Linked DNA regions of Zea mays: region 2 is linked to region 1. The links are chromatin contacts, called in public Hi-C maps. All regions are on one chromosome and are shown on one strand. Each heading gives the region's core, a stretch centred on a gene start, on an enhancer-like site or on the middle of the called end of the contact. The rest is flanking DNA. Distances are from core to core; before and after follow the strand shown.

Region 1 (3,532 bases), core at 680-3,179:
TAATGGTGTACAGTTGGAACACAAGTATGAGAGTCTGCTAGGAGCAATAAGTCATTCACCCCCAACTGATACCACCTGGTGTAAGGCTATCTCCAGCAGATTTCCTATCTCATCCCCTATTTCAAACTTCTCTCTGCAAACAGTGTTAAACGGTGTCATCTACAGACTACAGTTCCGCATCCCCTATTTTACACACTCTACTGGAGCAATGTTTTCAGATCGGCTGATCGCTCCTGATCGCCAGAGGGGCGATCAGCCGACAAATCACGATTAGTCGACGACCAGTCCGATGATTAACCGGGCTCTGATCGGTCAATCAGACATCTTGATCGTTCAGGGCTATAGGAACCAATCAACCTTCATATATATAACTACACGCCCATGGACATGGCTTCAGGTTCAAGCTTTCAACAAGGCAAACAGCCATTCGTGATACGCCCATGGGCATGGGCAGCAACAGGCCAACAGCCATACTACAGCATGAAGCAAATAATCACTGGAAGGATTCAGGCTTTCAACATCTAAGTAAAACTGAAAACCAACAAACATGGACATGGGCTGATGGGCAGCAACAGGCCAACAGCCATATGCATTCTTTTTCGTGTCCAGTGATATTATAGTTAATCATGATTCAACTGAGCTGACAGTTTATGCCATCGTTGGTTGCAACAATTGTAGGTTCTGTATTTTGAAGATTTTGTACCTTGTCAGATATCACAGTCCTCTTTTGATGTGTTGATGAGCACAGGCTGGCAAAGCTATGGTTTCAAGTTAAAAGGAAGTTTGCTGGGTGATGAAGGAAATGCTTTTCTTGAGTGGGATAACATGACATTTGCTCGTATTGATATTGCTATTCACACTTACCATGAATGATATCCCGTTTTCACACTGTGCACTGCATACTCTTTTGGTCATTCACAGGCCTTTTTTCCCAATGAAAGCTTCAATTTATATGTAGAAGGTGGATTTTCTGTCGATCCTTGATTTTCTCTAGCCACTGCTATGCAAGAACAGCAGGGATCTCAACAAGAAAGATACCTTGTGAGGAAGGCACTCAAGTCTGCTCTATCTCACTTGAAAGCAGACCATGCAGGAGATTTTCTTAGTTGCCATGGCCAGAGAGTATGTGCCTTCTACATATTTTTTTTTAGTTTTTTTACTACTACCACTCCCTGTCCCAAACTATAGGCCGCTTTGGTTTTTCTAGTTATATAGCTTTGTTGTGAACTCTGTCACTTTCATTCAAATTGTGAATCCCAGTTCTGTGCATTTTGGGCTGCTCGAGACCTGTATTATAGAGTTGCAGCTTCCTAGGCTCAAACCAATGTTTCCAGATCGGCTGATCGCTCCTCATGATTAGTCGAGGACCAGCCCGATTAACCGGGCTCTGATCGGTCAATCAGAAATCCTGATCGTCCAGGGCTATAGGAACCGATCAACCTTCATATATATAACTACACGCCCATGGACATGGCTTCAGGTTCAGGCTTTCAACAAGGCAAACAGCCATACGTGATACGCCCATGGACATGGGCAGCAACAGGCTGACAGCCATACTACAACATGAAGCGAATAATCACTGGAAGGTTTCAGGCTTTCAGCATCTAAGTAAAACTGAAAACCAACAAACATGGACATGGGCAGCAACAGGCCAACAGCTATACGCCCATACCTACAGAGCACACCAGAAAAAAGGGACAAGCTCTGGATTCTGGAGACTGGAGACCGTACCTGCAGGACGGCTGCTGGCGCCGCCGCGCCGGGGATGGAGGAGGGGCCGAGGGGGACGATGCCGCCGTATCCCCCGTCACCGGTAGCGCGACGCCGTCACCGGTAGCGCGACGCCGTCACCTGTTCCGCTAGGGTTCCTCCCTCGGCAGCTGGTTGCCTGGTTCGTGTCGTGTATGCCTGGGCGTTGCTTTATGTTGGCTCTTGGTTGTGCTTGTGCAGCTTCTGCTCACGTGGGAATTGGAAAAAAAGGAAGCTGGGCTGGGTCGCTGGACAAGTGAAGTGGGCCATTGGGCCGAAATTTCAATCCATCCAGCCAGGCTGATCGTTTCTAAATTAATCGGACGATCAAGCCTGATCGCGTCATTACCCTTGATCGGCACTGGCGATCAGTCGATGAATCGCCGATTAATCGTGACTAATCGAACGTTCTGAAAACACTATACTGGAGACAATCTAAGATTCCATGCTTTTTTAAGCTGAACTTATACCCGCAGGAAATGGTAGGTTTGCTTTTTGGGGCATGGAGGTCTTTTATGATTAGTCCTATGGTGTACATTGTTTGACTTCGATTAATCGTTTAAATGTATTTGGAACTCTAGATGTACATAAGCTCTAAGTTCTTGAAAGCGTGACTTTCAGAGCCCAGTGGTATATTGGTGCACCATGAATACCATCATATGCCATGAAACATGACAGCATCCTTATGTTAAGCAATTCCAACATATTATTTCCTGTCAAGCTTATGAGAACATCTACCTGTTTTTTTAATATGAGAACTTGATTTGGGTGACCAAGGCAACTTGTTGATTGAATAAAGAAATGGCCATATGAAATGAAATTAATGAGAAACAAAAAGTGAAAGGGAAATAGGGTCAAACATTTTCCTATAAATAAATTTGGTGGTTGAAATGCCCAACATAAATATTGGACTAACTAGTTTGCTCTATATTATATGTTCTACAGGTGCATAAAGGTTCAACACAAACCAATAGAAGATTAAAGATAGGGTTCAAATTCAAAGGAGCAAGAACCTTGAGACTGCCCTGGTCTGGCGCACCGGACTGTCCAGTGTGTCACCGGACAGTGTCCGGTGCACCAGGTCTGTACCAGAGTGAACTCGGCACTCTCGGGTTTTTCCAGCGCTGCTCCGCTATAATTTACCGGACTGTCTGGTGTGCCACCGGACTGTCCAGTGCACCAGCGAAGCAATGGCTCTTCGGCGCAATGGTCGACTGCAAAAGCCGCTGACTCCGCGAACAGTGGTGAACAGTACGCGCAGAGTCAGAGCGCAGAAGTCAGAGGGGCACCGGACTGTGAACAGTGTCTGTCCGGTGTGACACCGGACTGTCCGGTGCCGCATGAAGACAAAGCTCCAACGGTCGTCTGCTCCAGAACCCTAACGGTTGGGTGACGTGGCTGGCGCACCGGATAGTCCGGTAGCGCGCATCGACAACAGCCTACCCCAACGATTGTTTTGGTGGGTGAGGGCTATAAATACCCCTCAACCACCACCACTCCAACCATCCAATCATTCAGCACTCCTCATTCAATAGAAGAGCAAAGTGCAATACTCCAAGACATAAATCAAAGCCACCGATCCAATCAAAGTCCCCAATTCAATTCTAGTGCTTTAGGACTTGTGAGAGGATCGTTCTTATGTTTCTTTGTTGCTCTTGTCGCTTGGTTGGCTTTCTTCCTTCCTCATTCGTGTTCATAAGTGTTTTGTAAGCAAGGCAAGAGACACCAATTGTGTGGTGGTCCTTGCGGGGTCTAAGTGATCCGTGAGAAGTAAAGAAGAAAG
Region 2 (3,378 bases), core at 471-2,970, 540 kb after region 1:
GTGGTGGCGAGAGATTCACGTGCATGCTGCTGCTGGCGGCGATGCGCATCGGGGAGGGAGGTCGGTTGGCGGATCAGATGGCGGGGGATTCGCCGCGGGCGGGAGGGAATCGCAGTGGGGGGCGAGCGGGGCGTGCGTGCGCCTGATCCGCGGGCGGGGGCAGTCTACACTGTGCCCTTAATAGTTAGTAGAGATAATAATTATATTTAAATAAATATCCCAATATCCTCGTCCTAGTATATAAGGCATATCAGCTCTAGTTCAAATACAAAATATATATATTTAATTCTCTATATACCATTGCATCGATGTACATATACATAGAGAGAGCTTATGAGACAAGAACAAAAAGTGGTTACACCTTATATTATAAGACCAAGTGAGTATATAACAACCGTAACAAAGTACAATTATGCTAATATAGATATAGGAGGAGAGAGAACACTCAAATATCACATGAGTAGGATATAGAGAGAGAAATATAGAGTATACCGTTGCACATAGTTTAAGAGAGGAGCTTTTACTAGCACCGTTCCTTCTAAATGTTGTTGTAATCGTTGTCGATGATCTCTCAAAAGTTGAGCCGTCAAGTTTATTTTTTTAAAAAAATACCAATTACTTGTTGGATACAAATACGCGCCATACAAATAATTTTTTGCATAAATCGAAATAGACGAACATTATCAAATATATCCACCAATCTTCTAACCAAATAAAAGATAAAAAATATTTTTAAAACCACTTCGAATGGGGACAGAGAGATAATTTGGATTGTTTTTAGCGACCGGAAGCTGTTTTTTAGTTACAAGAAGCAAATCAAACTAAGGGCTTGTTCGTTTCTATCGGATTGCACCCGGAATCGTTCCAGCTAATCAAAGTTTATATAAATTAGAGAAGCAATCCGGGTAGGAATTGTTTCGACCCACCAATCCGACACAAACGAACAAGGCCTAAGGCTTTCTCAAGGAATGCGAGCGTGTGAACAAGAGCGCATGTGGATGCACAAGTAGAGACGAGAAGAAGAGGCAATTTTGTGGATTTAGGGTACCAGAAAGGCCATCATATTTTCCACGTTTGTATATGCACTCTGCTGAAACCGTCTATAGTTACTTTTGGTATTATATTTTACACATCCACGTCTATCTAGGGTTGTTTTGTAGATAAAGGAATTATAGGGATTGGAGGCTTGTTTGTGATTTGAGGGATCGAACGATTTGAGAAGCTAAAATCTTTTTGTTATTCAAAATTAAATAATATAATGATTTTAATTCCTTTAATCCTCTGCTCTCATCCAAACGGGGGAATAAAATTCTTTCCTACTCATTCATCTCCAATTTTCTTATCACCAAAAGATCCTTCGGTCCCTTCCCATTACCTTGCTTCTGAGAGCATCTTTAACAGTGACTTAAATTAGTGTCGTATCTTGAAATGTAGGATTCAATTAAAAAAAACACAGCTCCAACAAACATATTTTACGTTTTTATAAAAAATATATGACACATAATGAAGTAACCTAAACATACTACACGTACAAGTGTCTTATTTTTGTTTCTACATTATTCTCAACATTTTTTTCTTAATAATGTAATCTACTTTTTTAAAATACGTAGTTGTTTAAACATTTTAAATGATATAATTTTTTAATTTTTAGAACAATATTTTGAATCACGAACCCTAATGGGTAGAATGGGACTTCCATGGACGGATGGGCCGCCTATAGGCCCTTCCGGCCTTCCCTGTTGCCCTCCCATTTTCCCTGTGTCATTCGTTGTCTTCGGTTCATCCTCTCGGCCGCCGTCTGGACTGTAGCAAGCGGTGCTGCTGTCCGCCGCGCTCCGGAGCCATGCGGGAGGGGATGAAGGAGAGGGACAGAGGTGGGAGCCCAGATGCCTCGGGCCCTCCTCCCTTCCGCGGCCCGGCGTACAAGACGAAGCTGTGCGCTTTATGGAGAGGCAGGGGCGGCTGCCCCCGCCCCAACTGCGGGTTCGCCCACGGCGAGGCTGAGCTCCGGAGGCCGCCCCCTCGCGCCTCCTTCCAGCCTCGCCCTCGGCCTGGTATGCACCACGCGCACCTCCATCCGTCTCTCCCTCTCGCTCCCATTCTCGATCTGCGCGTAGTTTGTCGTTTTAGGTTTTGCATCGCCTTACCGTATGCTTCTGGGTTTTGCCGTACCCAAATTGTTGTCGATTCCATGCCAATCTGTCGGATTAAGTTATTTGGACGTTTCATCCGAGCAAGAGAAACCAGCGCGCTCTTCTTCAAAGAGATGCATCTTCTGCCTGCTTGTCCATCTTGTTATTGGGATGATTGGTTGATGAGTAGAGGCTCCAAAGTGGTGCAGCAAACCGGCAATGTGATCCGAATCATATGTTCTCAGGAGAAGAGCTAGCAGACAGGGAAGATAGTTGCAACTGCAAGAATTATATAATGATAACAACTTGCAAGTGCATCCTTGGAGGATGTACAAATGGGGGATGCAGATGTTAATAGCTGACAGTTCTGGGAGGCTTTATAGTTTGTACTCGTGGTTGAGAAGAATCTACACTTCAATTGCATAGCAATATGATGGTTTGACACCTGAATCTTTTCTCAGTTCGTGTTATCTCATTTTTTTGTCTTCTGGTGCATATACACCACGATTCCTGTGTGGTGGTACTTAAACTGAGTGCTTGCTGTTGCAGAACACAAAAAAAAACATCAACAAGCCTGATTTCATTGCAGATAATCTTGGCATTGCTGCTTATTATTTTGATTTTACAATTGTGTCTCATGGGCAGATTTATTGAGACTGAGAATTTGAGATTGACTGCTTCCAGAGGATGACACATCCTATTTCTATCCTGGCCTTCTTTTCAGTTGACAATTGGTCATTTATGTTCAATTGAATGCTTAACCCGCCTCAGAAGAACATAATATGGAAGATATCATACATTGTATCTTGATGAGATTCATGCTATGGTCAGTGAGCCTTAATAATGCTGTTAGAAGCTTTTGCAACTAATTGAAACACGTCATTTGAATATAATGCATAAAGCTATATCCGTGGCTTTATTGTTACCTGCCCTTCAAGTATCATCTTTGAACAATTTTTTTGGCAGTCATATGGATAACATCTGACCAAGTGAAATTAAATTTATTTGCTGCTATTGGAGTTTTGGCAGATTATGCCATGATGATTGGAAATGATAGCTAATTAATTTTGGTGATTCCATCCAAATTTTCTTCAGATGATTGGTATTACAAGTACTGGATCTATTCTAAGTGGTGAATCATGACGTGTAATCATGTATTGGCATATACTCTTTCATTAGTTGTATTGGCTCGTCTGTGTTTATGGTCTATGGTGTATTGGTGTTATTGTGGACCCTCTAATTCTTG

The links. A called contact is a pair of places that touch in the nucleus more often than the background predicts.
Region 2: a Hi-C map of tassel shows a contact between it and region 1, with 4 times the contacts expected there. The contact joins the promoter of LOC100273103 here to the promoter of LOC100383604 in region 1. A contact is called at or near these places in 2 of 25 Hi-C or Micro-C datasets (ear and tassel).

The regions. Positions count from the first base shown.
Region 1 is chr6:98,853,978-98,857,509 of Zm-B73-REFERENCE-NAM-5.0, forward strand. LOC100383604 reads right to left here and starts at 1,930. Exons shown (of 4, transcript NM_001176252.1): 1 at 1,732-1,930.
Region 2 is chr6:99,391,601-99,394,978 of Zm-B73-REFERENCE-NAM-5.0, forward strand. It overlaps LOC100273103, which reads left to right and starts at 1,721. Exons shown (of 10, transcript NM_001360206.1): 1 at 1,721-2,054. The coding sequence starts at 1,844. It also overlaps the pseudogene LOC109940478.